2 separate regions of the Mus musculus genome follow, and region 2 is linked to region 1. Evidence: chromatin contacts called from public ChIA-PET data. All regions are on one chromosome and are shown on one strand. The core of a region is the stretch at or near the end of the contact, and the rest is flanking DNA. Distances in the headings are between cores, read along the strand shown. Region 1 holds the start of Phf6 (PHD finger protein 6). Region 2 has its middle 4.3 kb from the start of Gm42407.

Region 1 (4,357 bases), core at 825-3,324:
TTGGGACTGGTTACCACGCCTGGGCCCGAAGGTAACTGAATCCACTGATAACACTCTAGGAACTCTCTTTTACTTCTCCCTGTCTGTAAGGTACTTACTGCTTACATCTCCTGTTGTAGCCATTTGTCTTTTTCTTAGTAGACTGTAATGAGCTGAAAGCAAAAGCTGTGTCTTAATCATTATTGTGCTGTAGCTGACCACAGTGCTTTGTACACATCGGGCAGTGTACGACTCTTCCTTAGGTGTGCACCTTCAGCACATCATTCCGTATTGGTTTACTTGATGGCCTCAGTATTTAGATCGTGAACTCAATGGGCTTGTGTCAGATTAATCTGTTTCCTTTTGGCTTGGAACTTCGTTTTGCAAACTTTTATTGGCTTAAATTGTGTTCAAGTAAGTGCATGAATAAAAGAGTGGATGAAAGAATGGTAAAAATGTGGGACTAGGGTGTCAAAAAGACCTATGCTGTTCAAGTGCATTTTCTCTTACATATTTATCTGTATGATTGTGGCATCAATAAACCTATAAAACTTGGGAGATGGTGGTGGAAGGCCTCTGATTTACATACAGTTTAAATGGAATACTCATTGTGGATCTTCCTATGCAAATCTCTAGTCACTACCTTAAAGAGTAACCGCAGGCAAAGGGCAGTGGAAGCAGGTGGATCTTTTAAGAGTGAAGGCAAGGTAGGGCAAAGCAACTGGTGCCCGATGCTTCTACAGCACAGGAGAGATGTGAAGTAAGGGGGGGGGAGCACAGGTCTAGGTGCTAAAATCAGGACAGATAGATAACTCAGCACCTGCACTACAGAAAGATACCTTAAAGCTAAATGATTGATTTGTAGGTCCTCATTGAGTTCCATGTGAATGAATCAATGTTACACCACTATGATTACTGGTTTCTTGTGCAATGAAATTTAAGGTTGACCTTGAAAAGAAAAAAAAACCCATAAAGATTGATGGAACAACATGTAAAAACATTGGATCCAGAGTGTAAATTCACTCCCATTGCAGGAAACATGGCTAAATCAGACAGCTTTTTAAAGCCTCGCTGGTTCGTTAGATTTTTTTTTCTTTTTAAAAAATGGTTTCCCCTCACAGAGGCCAGAAGAAAATAACAAAAGTTGACCCTCACATAAAGTATACTATGTCCCCAGACATTAATGTGATTTGTACATATTAACTCATTTCTCACAACATTTTGTGAGGGAGACCATTGCGTTCTCCATTTTAGAATTGATAAGTCTGAGGGACGAGAGGTAATACAACGTGATCAAGGTCACAGAGCTAGAAGTGAGGGAGCTGAGAGTCACAGTCAGGAGTATGCCTCCAATAAGCTAAGAGAGAAAGGGAGGGAGGGAGAGAGAGAAAGAGAGAGAGAGAGAGCGCGCACTGGTTTAGGTATGTAGCTCATTTGTGTGGAATATAAAGAAAATCACTCATCTTTTTTGATTATGGCAACTCCAGCATTTACAAAGAGTCAGCCAGCTATTACGGTAATACATGCTTCAGTTGCATCCTTAGTCTTCTTCACAATAAACTTGGAAGGTATTTCATCCTCATTTCCAAGACATTCCGTCCTCCTCCTCCAAAAAAAAAAAAAAAAAAAAAAAAAAAAAGGTTGAGTGATTAAAACGATTAGCCCAAAGACGGCCATGCAAATAAGAAAACTGCACTGGGAGCTCTTTGCCGGCAGTGAAATCAGGCGAAAGGAGGACCCCACAGGGATGCCAGGAGAGTACAATGAAATAATGGATGTAAAAAGGCCTCGACGAACAAGTGCAAGGGCTAAGGCCTGTGCATTTGCTTCGCGGGAAAACCGGTTCCCCAGGACCTGGTCCCAGGCTTTCTGGCCCCAACCCAACGCCTTCTCCTCCCAGTGCCTAGCTTTCTCTTCAAATCTCTTTCTCCGTCTCCTCCACTCCTGCCCCCCAAGCCTCAGCCGGGCGGCAGAGCGGAGAATAGAAGGTCCGCGCGCGAGCAGGAGGCGGGGCACCCCGAACCTTTCGAGGGGCCGGTCTGCGCGCGTGCGCCGTCCTTCGGCGGCTTCAACCGCCCCGGCTCGGTGGCCAATCAGAGTGCCCGGCGCGCTCGAGACGTCTCAACGTCCTGTGGGTCGTGTGCGTACGGAGGGAGGCAACGTAAGGGCGCTCGGCGAGCCCGTCTCTCCTCGAATGAAAGGAAACTACCCCTGGCGACAGAGCCCCGCTCTTCGGCAGTGCCGGAGAACCGACTCCCGCCTTCCCCGTCTTCCCTCGTGGGCGCTGTCCTCCCTTCGCCCAGCCGTGAGCCCCACTGGTGAGTTCCCCGCGGTAGCCAGGGGCCCCCCATTCTCTCTCTGGCGGGAGAAGACGAAGAGGATGGCGGTGGCCAGGCCGCCGCCCCTGCCCGTTGTTACGGGGGGGACTGGCGGTGGTCTCCTTCATTGTCAGGGACCCCCAGAGGCGCCGCGCATTGTCGGTGCTCCCTACAGAGGCTGGCGACCTAGTGCCGTGGGGGCGCTGAGGGACATGTTAGGCGGCAGCCTAGACTTCGGGGGAGGGGGCTTCACATCGGAGGAGAGAAATACTGGGATGGGGGCTTCAAAAAAAAAAAAACTCTGCTGACGCTTAGATGGTTTCAGTGGTAAGGAGGGTGACTACTTCCGAAGTGTAAGAGAAAAAAAAAATGGTTAGGATGGCATGAGGGTAAGCCTTACGGAATGAGGGGGAGAAAAAGAAAAACTCCCCAGTAAGGGGAATCGGGCGAAAGTGATGGATAAGGAGATGCTTCGGAGTCAGGTCCTTAGAGGACGAACTCCTGGGGAAGGGAGGAGTGTGAAGAAGGTGATATTTTCCTGAATTCCAGAGACTTGGCCAAGGACAATCGGAGGGGGGGGGGACCCCGACTTTCTGGCTGAAAGGAACCTACTGAAGTGTTGGGAAGGAAGAGACTTTTTCGAGTTTATCCAGCGCCTTGGTTAGAGGGAGATCTAGGAGGCTAGTGTGCGATTGGGGAATACATAACGGAGAGAATCCGCTCTGTTTCCTGCCTGGTCCTTTATTACATGGGCGAACAGCACGGCGTTCTTTTGCAGTTTCTATTCGTTTCGATATTCTGTGTGAAAGTGAAAAACAAATCTTTTGATGTTTGAAAAGCCTTTAATTTTCCTCTGGTTCCTACGTAATATCGGGTCTTATTCATACAGTTCAAATTTCTTCACTACCCTTTGGCTTGAAACAACTGGAAAATTCCTTTAGTTTCCTTTTGAATAACCGCAAAAAAAAAAAAAAAAAAAGCAGTGCGAAGCATGTAATAATATCGTGCAACCAAATTCAGGTGCCCTTCCGGTACATTTCCTATTCATTTATTTCTCTTCACTGCAACTTTGCTGAGAGAAAGACCGTGTTATCTTTGGAGGATCGCACTTATATCTGTGAATTTCAACTGGCTTGCATGCGGAAGGTTTTTCATCTTCCGGAACTGCAGTTTTGTTTTGTTTGTTTTTTTCGGTAGAAAACGTTCTTTTAAGATACTAGCCATTGACTAAGCTCTCGAGTTGGTTCTCGAATGCCCTCCTTGGTCATCCAGGTGGTTTCTACCTCGATGCTTCACAGCATCTTGGAAAATCGGAAATGCATTCATTGTTTCAGCGGGGTTTCTTTTTCAGACATTTAAACTGTATTTCCCATAAAATTACTGTTGTTTCTTTCACCTTTACACATTATCCATAATGTTACCTTTCTTTGAAACATCTCATTGTTGGGTTAAAGTATTGAACTTTGAGCTTTGCCTGTTCTTGAAAAACCTTTAAATTAAAACGAAAGCGCTCAATAGATGTTTTTGAGCCCCATAAGTAATGCTGATTGAATGTCCTTATTCTGCTTAACCCTAGACCACAAGTGTGACAGTAGTAGATAAAAATCTGTATTTTTTTTGATAGACAGTTTTGCTAGGCGTCATTGTTTCCATGATGGGCTCTGCTGCTGCATGGTTTATAAGGCAGATGTAAAAAATCAGCAAGCTCTGCACACATGCATTATTTGAATTTTAGTGGAAAAATCCAATTAGTCATTGCATAGCAAGGCAAATTTTTAATCGTTTGTTGCACATTTGTGTGTTTCTGTTCACTTTCAAATAAAATATAAATTACCAAGAAATGTGTGAATGCTTTACAATGCAAAGTAAGTATATGTGTGTATGTATGTGTGTGTGTGAAAATATATATATATATATATATATATATATATATATATATATATATATATATATATATATTCTCTTTTAGATTTTGGAATCTTTGGTATCTAGAAAAGCAGGTTCTGAAAATTAAGATGAAAAAATACACTGTTTGTTAGTTAAAAGAGGCAATAGTGAAT
Region 2 (4,798 bases), core at 1,860-4,359, 150 kb before region 1:
CCTGAAAGTCAGCAGGAAGAGTTGGAAATCCTCTTTATGCATATATCCAAAGGGAATTGCAATTTTGCCACATGACACAGACACACGGAGAATAAACCAATGGTCTCCTGTTTTCTCTTTACATTCTTTCAGGGTCACTTCAAGTCCCCTCCTACAGGAAACCATACTTGTTTGATCTAGCACAAGAAGATGACTTGTGCTTTTTCTGTGTTACTGAAGCTTTTTGCTCTACTTGAATTGTGTTTTCTTGTATTTAGAAGGAGATGAAGAAACTGTAGTCCCTAGTCTGCAACTCCGCTGTGTCCAAAGCACATCTCCATGCATGCATCACCTTGTTTGATGTCCAGTTGAAAACTGAGAGGGGGAAGGTGAAGGCATTATTTTTATTCACATTGGCTAAAAATCTGGAACTTACAGAGGCTTTGTGAGGGACTGATGTCTCCATCTCCCTTGCTCACTTTCTTCCCACTTAGCAATCTCAAACCCACCTCCATAATTGCTTCACATCCAAGAAGCTCATTCTTCCTTCCAACTGGTCACCAACAATGGCTTTCAGGGCTGCTTTTATCTGACTTCTTTGGTGATTCCATTCCTCCGCTATTCATTGGTAGAATACCCCCAGGAACTTACTCACTGAAACTCAAATCAGAGTTCACAATTGAGACTCTCTAGCCAGCAAAATTGGAGTTAGTAGTCTGCAACACTGATGAGCGCTTACCACGTGTGGGGGTTTGCCCTGAATATTTTATATATGAATCTGATGTTAGAGCCCTGTTACATAACTCACTTTAGTGTTACCTTTCTGTTCTAGATGAAGGAAGAATAGATATGAACTATCTGTCAGCAATATTTCAGGAAACTTAACTTTCACCTTAAAGAAGATTCCACAAAAGCTGATGACATTTAGGGTTAATGGTCAAAGTCCAGTGCTGGTATGAGTAATCAAATATGAGTTTCTATACAGCTTTGGAGGAAAGCTTAGGGCACAGGCATGCGACAGACAGGGAACTAAAATTGTCAGGAACAGAGCCACATGGTGCTTTGCCTTCTTGTGAGAGAGTATCAGAAAAGAATGTTTGAGGACAGGGACAGTGAGTTTCTTTGAATTTTACAGCAGTGCTGTTCACTAGAAAGATAATGTATAGCATACATTTTGTTTTATTTTTTGAAACAGGGACTTACTGTGTAGCCCTGGCTGGCCCAGAACTCACTACATAGACCAGGTTGACTTTGAACTCACACAGATCTGCCTGCCTCTGGCTCTGGAGTGCTGGAATTAATTAAAAGTATGCACCATCAAGCCTACAGACATGTATTTCAGTGTTTCCAATGGTCTCTATAAAAGGTAAAAATATGGGTCTGGAGAGATGAATCAGCAGTTAAGTGCGCTCATTCCCGGCACCCACATGGCAGCTCCCAACTGTCTGTCACTCCAGTTCCAGAGGATGCAACTCGTCTGACTTCCTCAAGCACCAAGCACACAAGAAGTGTGTGTATCCACATTCGATAGATAGATAGATATACAGATAAATAGACAACAGAGAGACAGATAGATAGACATTGAAAGATAAAAATAATAGGCTGGGAATGTAACTCTGTGGGAGAACACATGTCTGGCATGAATGCCCTGGATTAGATCCCAAAGACTATATAATAGATAGATGATAGGTAGATAGATAGATAGATAGATAGGTAGATAGATAGATAGATAGATAGATGATAGATAGGTAGATAGATGATAGATAGATAGATAGATAGATAGATAAAACAAGTGAATTAGTTCAACAGAGTATTTTCTTTAACATGACATGTTTGAGGTATATATAGATACAGTACCATTTGGGGTATAATGATCCTTCCGAATCTGCCATTTATTGAATATTTAAAACACACCTCACTGCAGACTAAACACATTGCAAGCACTGGGAGCAGAGGTGGCTAGTGAGCACCACTCTAGATGGTCCTTCCTTCACCAGCTCCAGCTCCTTTATTTATCCCTCTCCCTCTCTTTATTATCCGACATCTACTCTATGGCTCTTAGCTGTTAACAAGGCTTTCCCTGGGTTTCTAAATCATTAATCCACCTCGGCTAATAAAGGGTCCATTCTATGTTCATTTCATAACAATAGCTAATATGTATTGAATGCATACAAAGTGTCATACACACGCACACAACAACTCCATGAACTGAGAATTTTACTGTCTCCTCATTTTACAACTGAGGAAACTAAGGTCATTTAACCGAGCAAAAACTGTTGATCCACTTCCTCCTGGTATAATAAATTATCAGCAGCTGTGTAGTTTATATATATATATATAAAAGACAGAGAGGGGGAGTAAGAGGGGGGCAGTTTTTTTGTTGGTTTTTTTTTTGTTTTTTGTTTTTTGTTTTTTGAGACAGGGTTTCTCTGTATAGCCCTGGCTGTCCTGGAACTCACTTTGTAGACCAGGCTGGCCTCGAACTCAGAAATCCGCCTGCCTCTGCCTCCAGAGTGCTGGGATTAAAGGCGTGTGCCACCACAACCAGCATGAGGGGGGCAGTTTTAGTCTCTTTTTCTGGAAGCCAAGGAGCATGGTATTCTTTATCTTTCTTCTCAGCTTCATAAAGCTTGAGTTTATGACAGAAAGTGGAAGGGCACATGTGAGAGAGGCCCAGGGGAGCTGTCGCACTTGCTTTACAAAAACCTGCTCAGGTAACTGCACCATTCTCATGAGAAGATAACTGAGTCTCAACAGAGCTAACCCACCCTCATGGAAATAGACCCGAATCCATTCACTAGGCCACTTAAAAGCCTCACAACCTCTCAAGGCCGTTACATCCGAGACCAGGTGTTCAACATATGAATTTCAGAGCTAAGCTATCTCAGAACCATAGCTCCAAAGCCACATTGGAAGATCACGTGGAAGAAACATAATTCTACCCCACAAACAAAACTGTCCCCTCTATCCATCTTGTGCTCTATTTCCATTTGGTTAGAAAGAACTGGCTAGCATTTTGTGACTTAATGACACAGGTTCAAACTTGGCCTTGTCTGCTCCAAGTCCTCCAGATCTGTGAGAAATTTAGCCACAACCGATTTCCTTTTCTGTGGTGGTTGCCTGTAGCAACTACTATATGCCACAAAAAATAGGCCTTGCTTATGTCTCTGTTTGGCTGTTTCTCCACATTTATGCACTAGTAAGATCAACCAAACTACAAACCCAGAGGGTTCTTTTTTTTTTCCCTTGAGACAAGGTTTCTCTGTGTAGCACTGGCTGTCCTAGAACTCACTCTGTAGACCAGGCAGGCTGGCCTCGAACTCAGAAATCCATCTGCCTCTGCCTCCCAAGTGCCACCACCACGAAGCTTGTTGGTGTTTGTTTGTTTGTTTTTTGTTTTCCCTGAGGGTTCTTTTGTTTGGTTTGGTTTTTGTTTTGTTTTTTTTTTGTTTTGTTTTGTTTTTTGGTTTTTTTTTAAAGATTTATTTATTTATTATATGTAAGTACACTGTAGCTGTCTTCAGACACTCCAGAAGAGGGTGTCAGATCTTGTTACGGATGGTTGTGAGCCACCATGTGGTTGCTGGGATTTGAACTTCGGACCTTCGGAAGAGCAGTCGGGTGCTCTTACCCACTGAGCCATTTCACCAGCCCCCTGTTTTTTGTTTTTTGTTTTTGTTTTTGAGATAGGGTTTAGCCCTGGCTGTCTTGGAACTCACTCTGTAGACCAGGCAGGCTGGCCTCGAACTCAGAAATCCATCTGCCTCTGCCTCCCAAGTGCCACCACCACGAAGCTTGTTGGTGTTTGTTTGTTTGTTTTTTGTTTTCCCTGAGGGTTCTTTTGTTTGGTTTGGTTTTTGTTTTGTTTTTTTTTTGTTTTGTTTTGTTTTTTGGTTTTTTTTTAAAGATTTATTTATTTATTATATGTAAGTACACTGTAGCTGTCTTCAGACACTCCAGAAGAGGGTGTCAGATCTTGTTACGGATGGTTGTGAGCCACCATGTGGTTGCTGGGATTTGAACTTCGGACCTTCGGAAGAGCAGTCGGGTGCTCTTACCCACTGAGCCATTTCACCAGCCCCCTGTTTTTTGTTTTTTGTTTTTGTTTTTGAGATAGGGTTTAGCCCTGGCTGTCTTGGAACTCACTCTGTAGACCAGGCTGGCCTCAAACTCAGAAATCCTCCTGCCTCTGCCTCCCAAGTGCTGGGATTAAAGGCTTGTGCCACCACGCCCCGGGGGGGGGGGGGTTCTTAAAGAGCTTGTTTAACTGAAACTTCAGCACAGCATGCTTAAGTAACTTATTCAGGTTACGCAGCTAAACTAAAACTCGGGTCCTCAGACATGAGCTAACTTGATATTTACTTAACTTTCTGGAGACAGGATCCCACTGTGTAGCCAAGGCTGGCCCAAAATTTGTGGTCCTTTTACTAAGTCAGCCTTTTGGGTGCTAAGATCATAGATTGGTACTGCTGTGTTTGGCTCTGAGCACTTCTTTCTTTTGCTTTTTGTTTGTTTTGGACAGGATCTCTGTCTGCAGCTCAGGTTTCCCTGTACTTACTATACAACCCAAACTGTTCTTGAGCCGAAGATGATTCTCCTGCCTCCGCCTTTGAAGTGCTGAGACTGCAGATGTAATCCCTGGCGCAGGCTGCTTTTGATTTCATAGTGAAATTTTTATTTCATACTTGAAATTTAGGAGAAGCATGTATGTGTTATCTTGTACCCTACTAATTGTATTGTGTAGGGTTTTTTTTCTTTTTCTTTTTTCCAGTGCTGGACCTACGGCCTCTGACATCAATAGGCAAACCTTCTACCTACA

Evidence for each region. ChIA-PET counts read pairs in DNA pulled down with a chosen protein or histone mark.
Region 2: a contact with region 1 is called in an RNA polymerase II ChIA-PET map of memory CD8 T cells, with 234 read pairs. The contact joins the enhancer-like site here to the promoter of Phf6 in region 1. A contact is called at or near these places in 2 of 39 promoter capture datasets (the C10 cell line and pre-B cells), 10 of 484 Hi-C or Micro-C datasets (CD4 T cells, cardiomyocytes, forebrain and 6 more), 4 of 115 datasets of contacts at active chromatin or transcription factors (CD8 T cells, effector CD8 T cells, embryonic stem cells and 1 more) and 1 of 9 other capture datasets (adipose tissue).

Annotation. Positions count from the first base shown.
Region 1 is chrX:52,910,140-52,914,496 of GRCm38.p6, forward strand. Phf6 (PHD finger protein 6) reads left to right here and starts at 2,075. Exons shown (of 11, transcript NM_027642.2): 1 at 2,075-2,297.
Region 2 is chrX:52,754,267-52,759,064 of GRCm38.p6, forward strand. No RefSeq gene overlaps it. Among named protein-coding and RNA genes, the nearest start is that of Gm42407, 4.3 kb to the right of the region's middle. Within about 2 kb of position 3,110, at least 25 of the 459 cell types and tissues checked have an H3K27ac peak or open chromatin away from gene starts, as enhancers often do. A contact at or near this core is called in CD8 T cells, effector CD8 T cells, memory CD8 T cells and 2 more, where this site is marked.